Linked DNA regions of Gossypium hirsutum: region 1 is linked to region 2. A link is a contact called in public Hi-C data. All regions are on one chromosome and are shown on one strand. Each heading gives the region's core, a stretch centred on a gene start, on an enhancer-like site or on the middle of the called end of the contact. The rest is flanking DNA. Distances are from core to core; before and after follow the strand shown. Region 1 holds the start of LOC107931696 (thylakoid lumenal protein TL20.3, chloroplastic). Region 2 holds the start of LOC121203531 (L-lactate dehydrogenase B).

What was found. Hi-C and Micro-C count contacts between places; a contact is called where the count stands out from the background.
Region 1: a contact with region 2 is called in a Hi-C map of leaf, with 1.7 times the contacts expected there. The contact joins the promoter of LOC107931696 here to the promoter of LOC121203531 in region 2. A contact is called at or near these places in 2 of 34 Hi-C or Micro-C datasets (leaf and petal).

What each region holds. Positions count from the first base shown.
Region 1 is chrA08:115,750,683-115,755,427 of Gossypium_hirsutum_v2.1, reverse strand. LOC107931696 (thylakoid lumenal protein TL20.3, chloroplastic) reads right to left here and starts at 2,391. Exons shown (of 7, transcript XM_016863635.2): 1 at 1,989-2,391; 2 at 1,667-1,864; 3 at 1,548-1,577; 4 at 1,342-1,448. The coding sequence starts at 1,752.
Region 2 is chrA08:115,470,869-115,475,359 of Gossypium_hirsutum_v2.1, reverse strand. LOC121203531 (L-lactate dehydrogenase B) reads left to right here and starts at 2,389. Exons shown (of 5, transcript XM_041074865.1): 1 at 2,389-2,605; 2 at 2,881-3,053; 3 at 3,172-3,234; 4 at 3,317-4,491.

The sequences.
Region 1 (4,745 bases), core at 1,142-3,641, 280 kb before region 2:
TTGTAGCTATCTTCTCTTATATATTCATATTGATTTTCCTTTTTCAAATTACCCTCAGTACTGAAATCACCCACAACCGACAATGGTCTCGCAAAACAATCGTGCTCTTCCCGAAGAAACTTTGGGAGAACAAATAGAAAGAAAAGCTGGATATGATTTTCCTAAGGATTTTGCTCTGTGGCAGAGATTTGCATACGAATGCGCACATCATTTAGATGACTCGGAGACGTCTAGCCCTACCTCGTCTTATTGTTCATCAGAACCTGAGGCTTTGGTGGTTTCGCCACTTTATAATGCGCTTCAATCTATTTCCCCGAAGGGAGTCGAAAGAAAAGATGACGAAGCTTTGGGTACCCTAAATCCGAATCCCATTGACGCGGTCACAATTTCTGAAGGTACCCCAAATCCGAATCCCATTGACGTGTTCACAATTTCAGATGATGAAGCTTCGGAATCACCTGAGAAAGTTTTGCCTAAAGGCTATAAACCCCACAAAAGGGTCGTGGCTGTCCGGGATTTTCCTACTCCACCAACAAAGTTTCAAACTCCATGCTCTGAAGGTCAATACTCTAGCCCCAGTTATGATGAGAAAAAACTTGAATCGATAAAATCAATGGAAGCGGAACCTTCAGTATAAAGATGAATTGGAGTCCGGGTACGGTTTGATATCTAGGGACGCCATTATTCCTGTGTAACAACATTAGCCTTATTTCATCAGAAGAAGGAAGGGATATGCCAAAGGTTAGAGGCTCAGTGGAGTTTAATGATCTATCAGAAACTTCTGAGCATGAAGCTATGGATTTAACAGAGGAAATAGCATCCAACTTCACGTCTCCACTCGACACAATAGATTCAACTTCTGGTTCTCCCAATGGCTATAGAGGAAGGGGTTCCCCAAATAGGGAGGAGGGTATCTTGGAATCAACTAGTTTTAAGCTGAAAGGATTTAGTCATAAGCTGTCTGATGCAGAAGATCCCTTACTTGAAGCACAAAGTGATTCAGAAAGATTCTCCACAAATTCTCGCCAGAACTCTGAAAGCTTATCAAGCCAATGTCCAAATACTACAGAAAAGAGGGTACCAAATAGCCCAAGGAGTAAAAAGAGAAGCGCCTCCAGGTCTAGCACAACCAGGGATACAAACAAAAGGAAAAGAGAGAAGACTTTTCTCCAAAGTTGGGCAAGTTCGAGCTTCTAGATAATTTCATGAGTTACAAATAGATTATAATTTTCATTTAGTTTTGTTTGATTTGATGGAAAAAAAATTGTCATTATGTGTACTTGTATGTGTTACAAATTATCATGGATGAAGTAAACTAATTTCGTTTGGCAGAAAATTTACCTGTGAAATTTGCTCTGTATGCAACTGCTTTCTCAAGGTATGCACCATTGAAGGTTGAACCACTGAAATCAGATTCCCTCATATCAGCAGATGTGAAGTTTGCCCTTCTGTTTCAACCATTTAGATTTCGGATTGATTATGAGCACTAGTGAATCCTCAGTTTGATTGCCAAGAAGTAATTGAAATTCTTTACTTTGAAAAGTTACCTGAAATTTTCGTTCACGTGAACAGCTTTTCTGCACGACATAAGACAGAAAATCAAACCCTTCCTAAACCAAAAACAGAGATGTTGAGCATATAATTTAGATGTTGTAATAAAACGCACTTCAAATCCGCAGAACCAAACTGTGCAGCAGATCCGATACCAAATTCACCACGAGTTTCTGCCTCAAACTTATTAAGTTCAGCCATAGCAGAGATATCAGAGCCAAAACAACTATGGCTGCTGCCAATGCTGTTGAAAGCAAGGGTTTCCAGATCTTAAACTTAGCATCCCTAACTTCATACGTATTGTTGGAACAATCTTCCTTTTTCAAAGGAAAACTATGTTAAAATTGAGTACCTAAAAATGATAATAATAATAATAATAATAATAATAATAATAATTGATGAAACGAACAAGCAGAATCAAGATATCATTTACTCACCGCTAATTCGAGCTTTGATTTCTGAATTATTAACCTGGCAATAGACGCCAAAACGTTTTGAGAATGAGGGAAGATGGCGGGATGAAGCTTTTGAAGAAGAAGAAGAAGAAGAAATACTAATTAGAGGGTTGATGGATAAAGAGGAGAGTGAAGGCACTGCCATTTACAGGTAGTGGTTTGGTTTCTTGTTGTTACGAAGAAGAGGAAGCTGGTTCAGATGGGCATAGTGGCAGTTTTGATATTAAAATGTTTGCTCCAATTTTATCCACTTGTTTTTGCAGTAACGGGACTGGTTGGGATTAACACACGTCTCTTGCTTGTTTTTCATTGGATGTTGCCTTTCCATCTGTTTATTCTGGGGGAATTTTAAAGTTTAATATTTTCTTCCTGAAAAAAATATCATGAATTTGAATTTTTACTCGATTATCATATTCAACGAAGGTGGGGAACTGGTTACACAAATTTACAACTTAATCCTTATATCTTTACTTTTACAAATTTAATCTCTTTATTTTTTAAAATTTTTAAAATTTAAGTTCAATTATTAATACAAATATTTTTTAAAAAATTTATTGATGTGACATTTGAAAATAAAAAACCTTACTTCATAGTCATATAACTAAAAAGATGACTTTGTAATAAACTAAAATTTGACAAAATAATTTTAATTGTATTAATTAAAATCTAAAAAATAAAAAGACTGAATTCTAAAATTTATAAAGAGTTAAGGTCCTTATGCTATATTTTAACAAAAAAAAAAAACTCTATAACTAACAAATTGATGGAAAATCCTGTTATCATATAGTGGATCAGTGTGGACCTTCAGTTCAGGTTTTTAAATGGATCCTTCACATTATATAATTGGCTTACTTTACAATTTGGACTTTGAATTATACTCAATTTTCTATTTTGATATCTAAATTTTTTTTATTACTAATTGATATTTAAAATATCAATCACTTCTCAATTTGAATCTAAGATATGCTTTCGTTATATTTTTTAATTCATTTTTTGACAGACGTTAAAAAGAATCTAATGACCAATCACAAAGTGGAGATTTTATGTAAAAAAATAAATAGTTTCTTTCATTAAACATATATACTCATTAAAAAACATGAAACAAAAATAAATATATAACAATTAGGAAAATATATATAATCTAGAAAAAAATATAAATTATAAAAAATTATAAAAATAAAATTTACAAAAAATACGATAATTAAAAAGAAATTAGTTGAAATTAATAATATATTACAAAAAATGTAAAAAAATGTAAAAATTATTTAGAAAAGTTTGAAAATAAAATTCTTTTATAAAATTCTATAAAGTATTTAAATTTCAAGTTTTTTTTCTTTTGCAATTACTTGAAATTTAAATACATTTTTAATTTTCATAAAAAATTAATTTTTATATATTATTTTTAATTTTTAAAATTTATAATTATATATTTTAGAATTTTATAAAAAATATTTTCTTAAAATTTTTATATATTAATATAAATTTTTACAATTTTTATCAATATAATATATATAATATTAAAAAAGGAAACGTGGTGTATATTGTTATATTTGTTATCAATAAAATTTAATATTTTTATTTTTAAAAAAATTTAATTGTCATGTGGTATTTTTTCATTTGTCAAAATAAGTCACATTGTACTTTTCCATTGGCCAAAGTGGGTTAATAGATTTTTCTTAAAGGCCCTTACAAAATTGACCAAAAATAGAGAAAATTGATACTTAAGGTACCAAATTAGAAAACAAATGTTTCAGTACCAAAGTGAAAAATTAAATATACTTTAAGAATTAAACAGTAAATTATGCCTATATAATTTATCGGGCAGAAGATGTGTAGCAACAAGCCTGCCTCTCTAGTCTCTATTACAATAAATTTGTTTTATCATTATTAGATTTGGTCGTGCTGGATTATTTATTAAAATTATTATATTTTAAAATTAATTAATTTAAAGATAATTTTAAGTAAAAAATTATTTTTAGTGTCAATAATTTATTAGTATAAATAAAAATAAAAGAATAATTTAGTGGACTTTTTTTATATATATAAAATGATGTATCTTTATTTGATAAGCTTTCTGTAAAAAAAAATAGAACGCCGGTAATGATAATATATCGCAAAGAAAAGAGAAATAAAATAAACAACACACAAATTTTTACATGAAAACTATTTCGGGAAAAAACCACGGGCAGAGAAGAAAAAAATCACTATGTCGAATTCGAATTAATTACAAGAGGAATAGACTGTCAATTTATAGGCTTGTAAAATCGTATTCTAATAGGAGTGTAGTAAGATTGAAACACCTTATTTAAATCAATATCAAATGGATGGAGTTTAATAAGGTTTAAAAAACCTTATTCTAAAATAAAATAAAAGAAGTGTAGTTCTATAGAGATTTTACTTTTATTTTATTTTACCACTGTATTTTATTTAAATAAGGATTCGGGTCACTTAATTCTAACAATCTCCACCTTGACATGAATTTTCAATGAATAAGTTCTTCATCGCGAACTCTCAACGAACAAGTTCTCCACCTCTTCCATAAAACCCCTTAAGGGTTTAACTTCAACAATGAACACCAACCAAGTTTAAGCAATGCTCAAACTTAGTTATAGGAAGTGACTTAATCATCATATCTGCAGGATTTTCATGAGTACTAATTTTGCTCATAACAATATCACTACGAGCAATAATATCACGAACAAAATGATATCGAACATCAATGTGTTTTGTTCTCTCATG
Region 2 (4,491 bases), core at 1,140-3,639:
TAACTTTAGAGTTGGAACCGAGTGACATTTAGGCTCTGTTTTGTTTCATCTTTGTTTGTTTCATTGGAAATGACATATGAAAAATTATTTCTGGAAAATGATTTACTTTTCTGGAAAAAATGATATTTTCTGGTGTTTGGATGTGTAACAGTCCATGTGGGGTAAACCGTATATATACTAATTGGCGTATAGTTGAATAAGCCAAGGGTAGAAGAGGATTAATCTAGTGACAGGTCTAATATATGTTCGGGTGGTGTGTGGTGATGTTCCTTTTTGTGAGGAATCCCTTATTAAAATTTCCATCTGACAAACTCTAAGGTTTGGTCGTAAACTCTTTTGTGAACACGATCCGCCAACCCCAAATGTTTTGGGCGAACTTGTTAGTTCGCAGAGCGATAGAATTGTTTTATGTGGAAAAAACAGTTTGGTGAATATCATTAGAGTTTAGTTAAGTGTTAGTTGGATTTGATCTTGGATACTGTAGATGTCAACTTGATATGTTTAGGTAGCCGAATGACTTGTTTAGTTGGTTGTTTAAGTGTGCAAAAAATATTTTACCACTCTGATTAGTGGTAGTAGTTGCATTTGGTAAAAGATTAGACTTCATATCTTGTTATGCAAGTTTAGTCTTAGATTTCAAGGGTGATAATGAGATTTTTTACCTTCTTACTAAGCTTATGTTTCGTTGTCTGTGCTATAAAAGGGTGTTTATAACCGGCATGTTTCACCTTTGTTTTTTCTCTGTGTTTTCCTACATCCTTTAAAAATTTCTTTTTAAGTTATCTTCGCTAGAAGAAACGAAAAAGGTTTCCAGAAGCTTGTCAAAACGTCACTTATAAGTACTAACTTATTGGTATTTCTGGAAAACTATAAGATTGATGTCAAGGGTATTTACGTCCTTACATCAATGCATGCATGATCAAATTTTAGTAGATAAATGGTCTGATAATTGTTATTGTTTCTTATTTAGTTCAAAAAGTTAGTAAATGCCCGAGCAATCGAGGTAAAAGACCAGTAGAGTATATTTTGTCTTGAAGTTTCTAGTGAGTTCCTTTTTGTTTCCTTTGAGTTATAAAAATTCTATGCTATGTGGGTTGCGAAAGGCAAGTTGTCCCTACTGAAGATGGTTTGATGTGTCGTGAATTGATGTGTGTGTAATGAAACAAACATATATTTGAGATTTTCTTCTTCTTATTATTATTTAATTGAGTTTATTTTATACCTATAAATTAATATTTTACATTATTCTTTGTAAAAAACACGAGGTAAATATATTTGTTATAAAATATTATAGTGCAATTTCCTTTTACCAATCGAAATTTCTTTTATAATAAGAAAATATTTTGTAATAAACAATGTTATATGTCAACTTAATAATAAATAATGCTTAATTAAAACTTAATTTAAATACATATATTACATATATAAGAGTACATATTATCACATTAAAGTTATAAGGGATAAATGAAGCTAAGCATTATTTAAATAAATACTCAAATTTATTTAATTAAAATATTCATATTTTTATACTAGGTTAAAATATGTTATAAGTCCTTGAACTCTTCATAAATTTAAATTTTAGTTAATGTACTTTTATTTTTGGGTTAATCTCACTTTTTAGATATCAAAATTTAGGTTCAGTTGTTAGTATTATTAAAAATATTTTGTTAAATTCATATCCATTATAACATCATTTTTTTAGTTACATGAATACTAAGTATTTTTTATTTAAAATTAGTGACATCAACAAAATTGACAAAAAAAATAACAATATTAACAATTTGACTTGACTTTTAAATCTGAAAAGTAGAGGGGTTAAATTTTTGAAAATAAAATTATAGGGACAAAATTCCTAATTTGTGAAGATTACATAGACTTATGATAGTTTAACCTTTATACTACAAAATATTTATTATTAATATATTTATAAATGTAATAAATATTTATTATTAAAATATTAATATTGAATATTTTCAAAAATATTATTTAAAAAATTTATTATTAAATAAAATTGAAATATTAAATAATAAATTATTAATATCAATAATAATTTATTATATGATTATCTATAAATAATTAAATATTTATGTTTAGTAATATTAAAAATTTTAACAATTTGTATTAATATTTTATTTAATTTTAATTTTTTTAAAAAATAAAAATTTATTTTTAATATAATAATATTAAACTTGAGTAAATTTTTTTTTTTGAAAACTCGACTGGACTTTTATAAAATCTTAAACCTTAATAAAACAAATAGTTTCAATAGCACTAGACTTAAGTCCAGTAAAGAAAGCCAATTAAAACATGAACAAAGCAGCAGGACCCAAATCTGCACAGAATTGGCCCATGAAATTTAAAATGAATGAAACAAAAAAAGGAAACCTAATCCTATCCTATACCAATCGAAATCAACAGCTAGACACTATAAGTCAGTGTCCTTTCATATCACCGTCCCAGCTTTTGATGATAGTAGGTTTCAAAAAATCTTTTAGTCTTCTGCTACCTATTTCCAACGAAGGCCTACTTTCCTTTTTCAGTCTGGTAGCCTTGGCCAACTTTTCTCCAGTGCGCGACGAACATAACCTGGAACATCATCCAGCAAGTAATGGCCTTCACCCTTTTTTAGTGTCTTTTTCGCAAGAATATGGGCGTATGTATTCTCTATTTTAGGGATAAAATGAAACTCAATCTCTTGAAAATGGACCTTTTTGCTGTGAATATCTCTGATAAGTGTTCCAATAACCGATCTGTCGAAATCTATAATTTGGCATTTCTTTATTACAGTTCTTGAATCTCCCACTATTTCCAAAATACTAAAACCCATAGAAATTCCTAATCGCATGGCTTGTAATCCTGCATATGCCTCCGCTGCAAAAGGAGATGCTACATTGAAGTGGAGAACCGTCTTTGATGCCAAGATCTCACCCCCCACATCTCGTACTACCATTCCCGAAGCAAATCTGCAAGATTGTTGGTCGAAGGCTACGTCAAAGTAAATTGCCACACTTGTTCTCCTATCGACATATTTATGGCTTCTATATACTTTTAAGGTGAGTTTCTTCTTTTCTATGCCGTCCAACTCAGAAATATAACTATAAAATTTTTTTTGAAATGTACCTACCCATCGTACTTTTCCTTTCATAGATTAACCAATTTCTATATGTCCAGATTAACAAAAGTCCGCAACAGAAAAGACGACACTGTTCGCTAGTCCCCGGACTAAAAACCTAGGTAAGCCACTCCCACATGCTTTGAATGACATTATTAAGTACCCAGAAAAGGTTTAAGTACATCCATACCACCATTGTTGTAGGACACTGCCGAAATATATGGTTACTGTCTTTCCCATAGTGACGACACCGAGGACAATGAGCTTCCACAACCACTTTTTTATGCTTGAGATTAGCTAGAGTAGGAATATAATTTCAGGAGATTCTCCATACTATTATTGTAACTTTCGAAGGGATGTATAAATTCCATACTTTTCTGTAAAAATCTTTAGTCTCAGCCTATATATATTATTACTAGGATCCGAATTAGTCTCCTGTAATAGTTTATAGGGGCTTCTAACTGAGAAATCGCCAGACGGTTCTCTTCTCCACACTTGGAATTCATCGTGTATTGTCTCCGCCAAAGGGATCCACATAATTTTCTTTACAATATCCGCATTAAAGGTATTAACAATTATATCTGTAATCTGTTTGCTTCATCTCCCGAAATCCATAGATCATCCCAAACAGAAATTCGATCCCCCATATCAACCCTCCAACATAGGCCTTTCTCCAGGAGTCTTTTTGCTGCCCAAACGTTCTTTCAGGTAAGTGAAGGTAAATTCCCTAATTGAGCATTAAAAAAATTCGAGTTTGGATAATATTTTGCTTTCAAAACTCGAGCTAACAAAGAATTGAGAAAATTAATAAGGCGTCAACCCTGCTTAGCTAATAACGCAATATTAAATTTGTCAAGATTTTGGAAACCTAGGCCACCATCTTCTTTTAATGAATATAGATCCTTCCAAGCACACCAATGAATATCATTTCTACCTCGACTTTTTTGCCACTAGAATTTAGCAATTATACTCTTCAAATCAGCATATAAAGATTTATGGAGTAAGAAACAACCCATAGTGTAAGTTGGAATGGATTGAAGGATAGCCTTTATGAATACCTCTTTCCCTCCTTGAAAGAGATGCCTTATACTCCAGTTAACGATTTATTGCTTAAATCTATCCTTTAAGACTTGAAAAGACAATTTCTTTCTTCTTCCCACCATACTGGGGAGCCAAGGTACCGTTCTGGATCATTTGAGTTATGCACCCCAAGTACGTTGGAAATTGTTGTTTTTTCCTCCTCCAGCGTATTGATACTTAAAAATACTGTAGACTTATTATAATTAACACATTGACCAAAACAAATATCATATTCGTGCAAAATCTGCTTCAAATAATGAGCACCTCTTTCTGTAGTCTCCCCAAGTAAAATACAATCG